2 separate regions of the Pan troglodytes genome follow, and region 2 is linked to region 1. A link is a contact called in public Hi-C data. All regions are on one chromosome and are shown on one strand. Each heading gives the region's core, a stretch centred on a gene start, on an enhancer-like site or on the middle of the called end of the contact. The rest is flanking DNA. Distances are from core to core; before and after follow the strand shown.

What was found. A called contact is a pair of places that touch in the nucleus more often than the background predicts.
Region 2: a contact with region 1 is called in a Hi-C map of stem cell-derived neural progenitor cells, with 5 times the contacts expected there. The contact joins the promoter of POLR3B here to the promoter of CKAP4 in region 1. A contact is called at or near these places in 1 of 7 Hi-C or Micro-C datasets (stem cell-derived neural progenitor cells) and 1 of 1 datasets of contacts at active chromatin or transcription factors (stem cell-derived excitatory neurons).

Annotation. Positions count from the first base shown.
Region 1 is chr10:113,061,839-113,065,645 of NHGRI_mPanTro3-v2.0_pri, forward strand. It overlaps CKAP4 (cytoskeleton associated protein 4), which reads right to left and starts at 1,745. Exons shown (of 2, transcript XM_016924097.4): 1 at 940-1,745. The coding sequence starts at 1,428. It overlaps LOC129136550 (a long non-coding RNA gene), which reads left to right and starts at 1,898. Exons shown (of 2, transcript XR_008538355.2): 1 at 1,898-2,336; 2 at 3,248-3,807.
Region 2 is chr10:113,170,779-113,174,585 of NHGRI_mPanTro3-v2.0_pri, forward strand. It overlaps POLR3B (RNA polymerase III subunit B), which reads left to right and starts at 1,905. Exons shown (of 28, transcript XM_001161567.8): 1 at 1,905-2,157. The coding sequence starts at 2,086.

The DNA of each region.
Region 1 (3,807 bases), core at 495-2,994:
TCCTCTTCCCCTAAAGCGGAAGTAGGGCCGGGCGCAGTGGCTCACGCCTGTAATCCCAGCACTTTGGGAGGCCGAGGCAGGCGGATCACTTGAGGTCGGAAGTTCGAGACCAGCCTGGCCAACACGGTGAAACTTTGTCTCTACTACTAATAAAAAATTAGCTGGGTATGGTGGCACATGTCTGTAATCCCAGCTACTCAGGAGGCTGAGGCAGGAGAATCGCTGGAACCTGGGAGGCAGAGGTTGCAGTGAGCTGAGATCGTACCACTGCACTCCAGCCTGGGCGACAGAGCCAGACTCTCTCTCAAAAGAAAACCCAAAAAAGCTGAAGTAGGACTACGTCAAAGGCCCACCTGGGCAGGCTGGTCCAATACAGGACAAGGACAAGGGACCTAAAGATAGATGGTATTTCATTTGGACCTGCAAATGAGTAAGAACGCCAGCTCCGGGTCTATTAAAAACCCCGCTCGGATGTCTCCCACAGGCAGAGCTGAGGTGGGGCCTTGCCTGAGGCTTCCAGGGATGCGCTGGCTTCCCTTCCAACCTCCTTTTCAGACAGCTCTGCCCATTCAGCGGTTCCTAATGTAGAAAGAATGGGCTCCCCGGAGCCTGCCGGCTTCCTTACAGGTCACCGCTAATGCCCTGTGACAGGCCCTTGGCCCACCCTGCCAGGCGGGCCTGGCCATCCTCGCGGCGGCCCATCCCTCGGGGCCGATTCCTCCGCAGCCATTAACAAAGGGGGTCTGGGGACTGCCTCGGAACTAGGGGGCCGCATGGAGTGGGATGTCTAGGCCAGGGCCCGCCAAGGAGCAGCGGCCGGCTCCCGCCTCCGGGCCTGGGCAGGCAGCGCTAGGGGCCGGTCGGGAAGCACGAAGGAGCCCGGCCGTGGGTCCGGAGGCCGCAGTCGATGGGGACAGTTGGGGGGCCGGGGGTACCCACCTTCTGCTCCACGCCCTGCAAGCCCTGGCCCAGCTCCTCCCTCTGCCGGGAGAAGTCCTGGTGGCTGCGCCGGACCTGCTGGACCTCCTCCAGGACGTGGTGGACGCACCAGCCCGAGAAAGCGGCCGCCGCCACCAGGGCGAGGTAGAAGAGAAAGTTGAGCGCCCTGCCGAGCCTGCGCGAGCAGGACGCCGAGGACGAGGCGGCGGCGGCGGCGGCGGCGGCGGAGGCGGAGGAGGAGGAGGAGGAGGAGGACTTGCCGCCGCCGCCGCCGCCGCCGCCGCGGTGGCCGCCCTTGCCGTGCGCCTGGTTCTGCGGGTGCTGCTGCGGGTGCTGCTGCGGGTGCGGCGCGGGCGGCGGCGGCTGCTGCGGCGCCGGCGGCGGCTTCTTCGCCACGTCATCCGCGCCGCCCGACGGGTGGGCACCCTTCTCCGAGGGGCTCGCGGCGCCGTGGCCGCCCTTGGAGCCCCTTTGTTTGGCCGAGGGCATGGCGGGCGCGGCGGCGGCTCGGGCCGCGGGCTGGGAGGCGAGCGAGCGCGGCGCGCGGCCCGGGAAACTTGCAGGGGCTCCCCCGGGACTGGGCGAGCGGCACGCGGGCGCTGCTGGCGTCGGAGCGGCGAGAGGACGCGCGACCGGGGAAGGAGGCCGGGCCGAGGAGGCGGGAGGAGGGGGCCTGCCTCCGCCGCCGCGGCGCCGACCCCGCCTCCCGGTAAGGGAGGCCGAGCGAGCCGAGCCGGGAGAGCTTGCCACGCACGCCGGCCCGGCGGCCCCTCCTCCCCGCCGCCACGACCCCGGAGAGGGAGGGCCGGGCGGGGTCTACGGGGGCCGGGAAGCCGGCGCGGGGGTGGCTGGGCGCGGGGCGGGGTCCCGGCGGGGTCTGCGGAGGCCGCGGTGGGCACCGAGGTGGCCGCGAGGGGAGGGGAGAAGAGCGGAGCGGAGGGGAGGGGACGCGGCCGAGGTGGGGCTGGCGGCCCGGCGGGTTCCACGCAGGCTGGGGGCGGAGGGCCAGATCGACCCCAGCCGGGGCGGCCGAGCAGGGTCGACGGGGGTCGGGGATGGGCGGCCAGGCGGGGTAGGAGGGACGAAAGCCGGAGTGAACCTGCGCCGCGGGCCAAGCGCGACCCCCGCCCTTCCCGACCTGTGCGGAGAGGAGAGAAATGAAGGGGGGCGCCCAAGGAGCCCTGGCCCCGGGAGTGGGAGTCAGCGGGTGGGAAGAGATCGCCCTTCCTTTCCGCTGGGAATTGGGGGAATCCCCCTGCTTTCACTCTCCCAGCCCGCCATGGGGTTGGGCCTTGTCCTTTGCCTTGGGTTTGAAGGCGGAGACACAAAAGGCTGTCCAAAATCCAGCCAGCTTGGGAGGCATGGTTGATGCGAGTTAGCAAAGATTCTCGACTGCGGTAAGTCTGTTCAAGGGGACGCATTCACCAAGTGTCCCCGTTAGCCAAGTTAGCCTGCTGTGGCCAGCTCTTTACTTTTTCCCCCCGAAGCCCCTTCAGCTCTGTTTTCTCTTTCGGGGTCATGAAGTTTGTCCACGGCCCCTACTCCTGACAGCCTCTGGGATGGGTGCTGCGGAGGCAGCAGCAGCCACACAGAAAGAGGCAGATCAGGGTTGTCACCCCTACTTTTGTAAAAGGAAATCTAGTATTGCCAGGCTGTGTGCTTAGCGACTCACATATGTTCTCGAAATCTCACAAAAGCCCTGTGAGGTAGAAATTATTTTACCCATTTTATAGGAAGGAAATTGAGACTGAGCGAGCCGGCTTCGGATTGGCTCAAGGTCACATATAGTCATCATTCGAACCTCACTCAGTCTGCTTCTTTCTGAAGTCTGTGCAGCTTAATCACTTCAGAATGGGAAGGAAACGGGGGCCCAGGGAAGTTAAGCAACTTGCCCACTCACTCAGTCTAATTGGTGCCAGGGCAGGGACAGAACTCACTCAATTCCACTGCTTTCCCCAGTTCCTGGTGAGTGAGGTGTGCCTGGCACTGTGTGCACCTGGCACTGTGTGTAGTAGGAATGCTGTTTCTTCTGTCTGTAACCTCCTCCCAGTTCTGTAAACAAAGACAAAACCATGCCCTGCCCTTAAAGCCTATAGGGTTCAAATGCCACCTCTTTGATGATGCTTTCTCTATAACACCATTTGATACCTCTCATGGGACTTAGCAAGTAATTGCAACGAGAGGCATATATGTTAGTTCAATATAGCAAACCTTTGTTGAGGGCCCACTGTGTGCCAGGTATGTCTCCCCTCCCTGAGGACTGGAAGAAACCATAGTTTATATTTCTCTTTCTTTCTCGCTTTATAAGGTGTTGCTAAAAGCCTCTAGTGAATGAATGAACACTTGTATGCCTGCCCTCAAGGAGCCTGCACTACGCTTGGAGATATATACAGAAACCTGTTGAGGGCTAACTTAGGTAAATTGGGAACATAAATGTAAAGAGATTTGGAAAGCAAACCATTGGCCTGTACATGGGCAGGCTTTGGGGGCAGAAAGACCTTGAGCAGTGCCTTGAAGAATGATTTGCATATGAGGAGAGCAGGGAGGATATTTCTGTGGCGGAAATGGGGTGAGCCCAGGACACCTGTTGGCCATGAGGGTGTGTTCTACATGTAGAGAAGAAAGAGATGAACTGGGTGGAGCGGGTCCAGATTGCAGAAGGCTATAGAAGCCAAGCTGGCAGATAGAAGAATCGCTATTAGTGTGGGAGGACAGAGTAAATTATAGCAGGTTCTGGACTAGAAATACAACCATCTGCCCCAGACAGAGAGGAACACCCTACTTCAGCTAAATACCAGGAGCTATTGTAGGAGCCTCCAGGTTCAACAGGGCACAGGTCTCTGACCTGTGGCGCGGGGAGACAGCAGA
Region 2 (3,807 bases), core at 655-3,154, 110 kb after region 1:
AGGCGGCTGAGGCAGGGGAATCACTTGAACCCAGGAGGCTGAGGTTGCAGTGAGCGGAGACCGAGCCACTGCACTCCAGCCTGGGTGACAGAGTGAGACTCTGTCTCAAAAAAAAAAAAAAAAAAAAAAAAAGCAAATTTGCAGCCAGCGCGGTGGCTCACGCTTGAAATCCCAGCACTTTGGGAAGCCGAGGCAGGCGGATCACCTGAGGTCAGGAGTTTGAGCCCAACCTGGCCAATATGGCGAAACCCCGTCTCTACTAAAAATACAAAAATTACCCGAGTATGGTGGCACGCGCCTGTAATCCCAGCTACTCGGAAGGCTGAGGCAGGAGAATCGCTTGAACCTGGGAGGGTACAGTGAGCTAAGATTGCGCCACTGCACTCCATCCTGGACGAGAGAGTAAGACTCCATCCCCGCCCCCCGAAAAAAGCAAAATTTCAGCCCCAATTTACCAATCAGAAAGCTGAGATTAGTTTAACAAGCTCTCCAGGTGATTCTGATACACCCTAAAGTCGGAGAATCACCTTGATAATGGAAAGCAAAGAAGACTTTGGCACAGACAACCAACACACTTGAGCCAACCTTGAGATCCTCTGCCATCTATAAATCACTTTCACAGTCCCTTCTAGGCTAGATGCTAAATTGGTTGTAATCTGGTAATGCACAATGATGAGACACAAGTTGTATCTTGTCTCTATAATAAGTAAATTGTAAGAACTTCAAAGGCAGGGTTGATTCTACTTTTGGTGTTTTTTCCATTCTTCTCATATTTCAGATATCAGTGCAACACTTAGAAAATACAAGTACTGAAATTTAAGTAGCTCTTTAGTAAATAAGAATAATTAACCTGGTGCAAGGGTTCTACCTTTATGAGGGAGAAATTGGAAAGCATATATGTACTTACAAATTTTCATAACTTTTCTTATCGTTGTAAAATATACATAAAAATTAGCATTTTAACCCTTTAAAATGATGTACAGGTCAGCAGCATTAAATACATTCACACTGTTGTGCAACCATCACCATTCTCCATTTACAGAACTTTTGCATCTTCCCAAACCGAAACTCCGTACCCATTAATTGGTGCATTTTTGCCTTGTTTTTTCTAATAGGATTTCTCTTTCTGTTGATTTGCATGAGCTCATTTTAAATTAGAGAGACCAGCCCTTTGTCTTCTGCCAATTTATTTTTTATTAATTCTATTTGTTGGTGATTTTAAAAAATCTGTTCAGAAAATTAAAAATTTTCCGTGGAATCATAAAATCGTGTTTAGATTATAAAATCCTTTATGATTTGACTGTTGCCGTCTTGAAAGTCTTCATCATCTCAATGTTATGAATATCTGCACTTACATTTTCTTCTAAGTTTTTGTTAACATTTCAATATTTAACCCACAAAAGATTCACTTACATGTATTTTTTCCCCAAATGGGTAATCAGCTTTTCAAATATTATTTACTGGACAGGCCATCCTTCCCCTACTAACGTAAATGTCATCTTTTCATACTAAATTTCTCCATGCGCTGGGTATTTACTCCTACATCTTCCATCGAGTGCTTTTGAGAATTTTCAACACTCTTCCATTACACGCATGTACCATCATTTATTTAATCAATCTTCTATTAGTAGGCATTTGGGACGTTTCCTGCTCTTCCATACTAAACAATGCATAGAATTTTGGACTACATTAAATAATTCTGTGCCTCAGTGGTTCAAGTTGCGTAAATTATGCGTTTACACTTTTCTTCGGATTACTTTTAAAATGACAACCACTATGTTTTGCTGGTCTCAATTACCAGAGAATTGGCAAGAAACCTGACAGCTGGGGCTTAGGATTCCCTGCGCCAGACCTCCGAGCTACACCAGAGGGCGTACTTTCCTTACTAGGCCTCGGCCACATCCGGGTTCCACCGCAGATTCGGGCAGGGTGCAGGCGGAACCTTTCTACCGCGTCTCTAGCTAACACGCACGGCGGGGACAGTTTAGGCCTCCGCGCACCGTTCTCCGGGAGTCTTGCAGTTTGCTTGGTGCAGGGAAGGCGGGCGCGGAGGTTCTATCTGTTTCTTCCTCCTTCGTGAGCAGCATGGACGTGCTAGCGGAAGAGTTTGGGAACCTGACTCCGGAGCAGCTGGCGGCGCCGATCCCGACTGTAGAGGTCAGTGCCAGGCACGCAGGGAGCGTCAGGAACAAGGATGCGCCCTGAGGGGGCGTTGCCCGGAGTGCTCGGGCCGCCAAGGGGGCGGGCTGGCTGTTTGTGCGCATGCGCCGGGCTTCTGCGCATGCCCAGAGCGTCGCGCGTGCGAGTCTTTTTTCCAGAGCCGGCCTCCGCGTGCGCGAGTGAAGGCTGATACCAGAGGAGCTGTCAGCCGCTGCGGGGGCCGAGAAGCCCCGCTGCTGGCTCTCGGGTTGGAGCTCTTCCAGCATAGGTGTGCGTGGGGAGGACTGACCCTCGCACTTACTGTGGGGGACGTATTGCATGTTTGCAGTCTTACAGAGGACACTGGGGGCCAGGGAGCTCAGGCCATTTGCATGAGGCACCACAGCCGGCTGTGAGGGTAAAACCAGATCGTCTGAATTCCAAGCTAGTCATCTTTCCTTTTAACCTGAAGTTCCACTTCGGGTTGCAGGGGAATTTTAAACGCCCTGAATATTTACTAAAGAATTTGCCTGTGTGTTTTCTGGGGGAGAGACTCCACAGCTTTCATCAGCTTCTCGGAAGTTAAGGACAGCTGCCCCACAGCGAGCTGCCCAATGAAGTGCGGCTGTCGACATATTTTGTTATCTGATAAGGCACATATTGTAACCTCTCTGAGCCTCAAAATCTACACTGACGTGGAATAGGGAAGTGGAGACGTGGCCGGAGAAGATAGCAAAGGAGAGATTTCAGGGAGAGAGAACAGGATACTTGAAACCTCCTCGGCAAGACCATTGGATGTTTTTGAGGAAGGAAAGTAAATCCAGTAGTATTAAGAGTGAAGAAAAATAGAGGAGAAGAGATAAAAGACAGGGTTAAGTAAGGGTCTTGATTATGAAAAGTTTCAGTAAACATCTGACAGAGATTGGACTTTGTCTTGGAGCAGAGCTTTTGAAGGGTTTAAGCAGGAAAGTGACATGATCAGTAAGTCTATCGGATTATAAGAACCTCCTTGGCTAGGCGTGGTGGCCTATAATACCAGTAGTTTGGGAGGCCAAGGCGGGCGGATCACTTGGGCTCAAGAGTTTGAGAACAGCTTGGGCGACATGGCAAAACCCTATTTCTACAAATAATACAAAAATTAGCTGGGTGTGGTGGCGTGCACTTGTCCCAGCAACTCAGGAGGCTGAAGTGGAAGGATCACTTGAGCCTGGAAGGTCGAGGCTGCAGTGAGCCGTAATTGTGCTGCTGCACTCCAGCCTGGGTGACTGAGACCTTGTCTCAAGGAAAACAAAACAAAACCTCTTTATAATAGTTTGGCAAGTTAAGGAAGTTGAATTAGCAGTTCCATCAGATTCAGTCTATAAGTGCATGCAATAGACTGCTGATCATCAGGCAAAACTATTTTTTTTTTTTTTTTTGAGACGGAGTCTAGCTCTGTCGCCCAGGCTGGAGTGCAGTGGTGTAATCTCGGCTGACTGCAACCTCTGCCTCCCGGGTTCAAGCAATTCTCCTGCCTCAGCCTCCCAAGTAGCTGGGATTACAGGCGCCCACCATCACCCCCAGCTAATTTTTGTATTTTTAGTAGAGACGGGGTTTCACTGTGTTGGCCATGCTGGTCTCGAACTCCTGACCTCGTGATCCACCGCCTCGGCCTCCCAACGTGCTGGG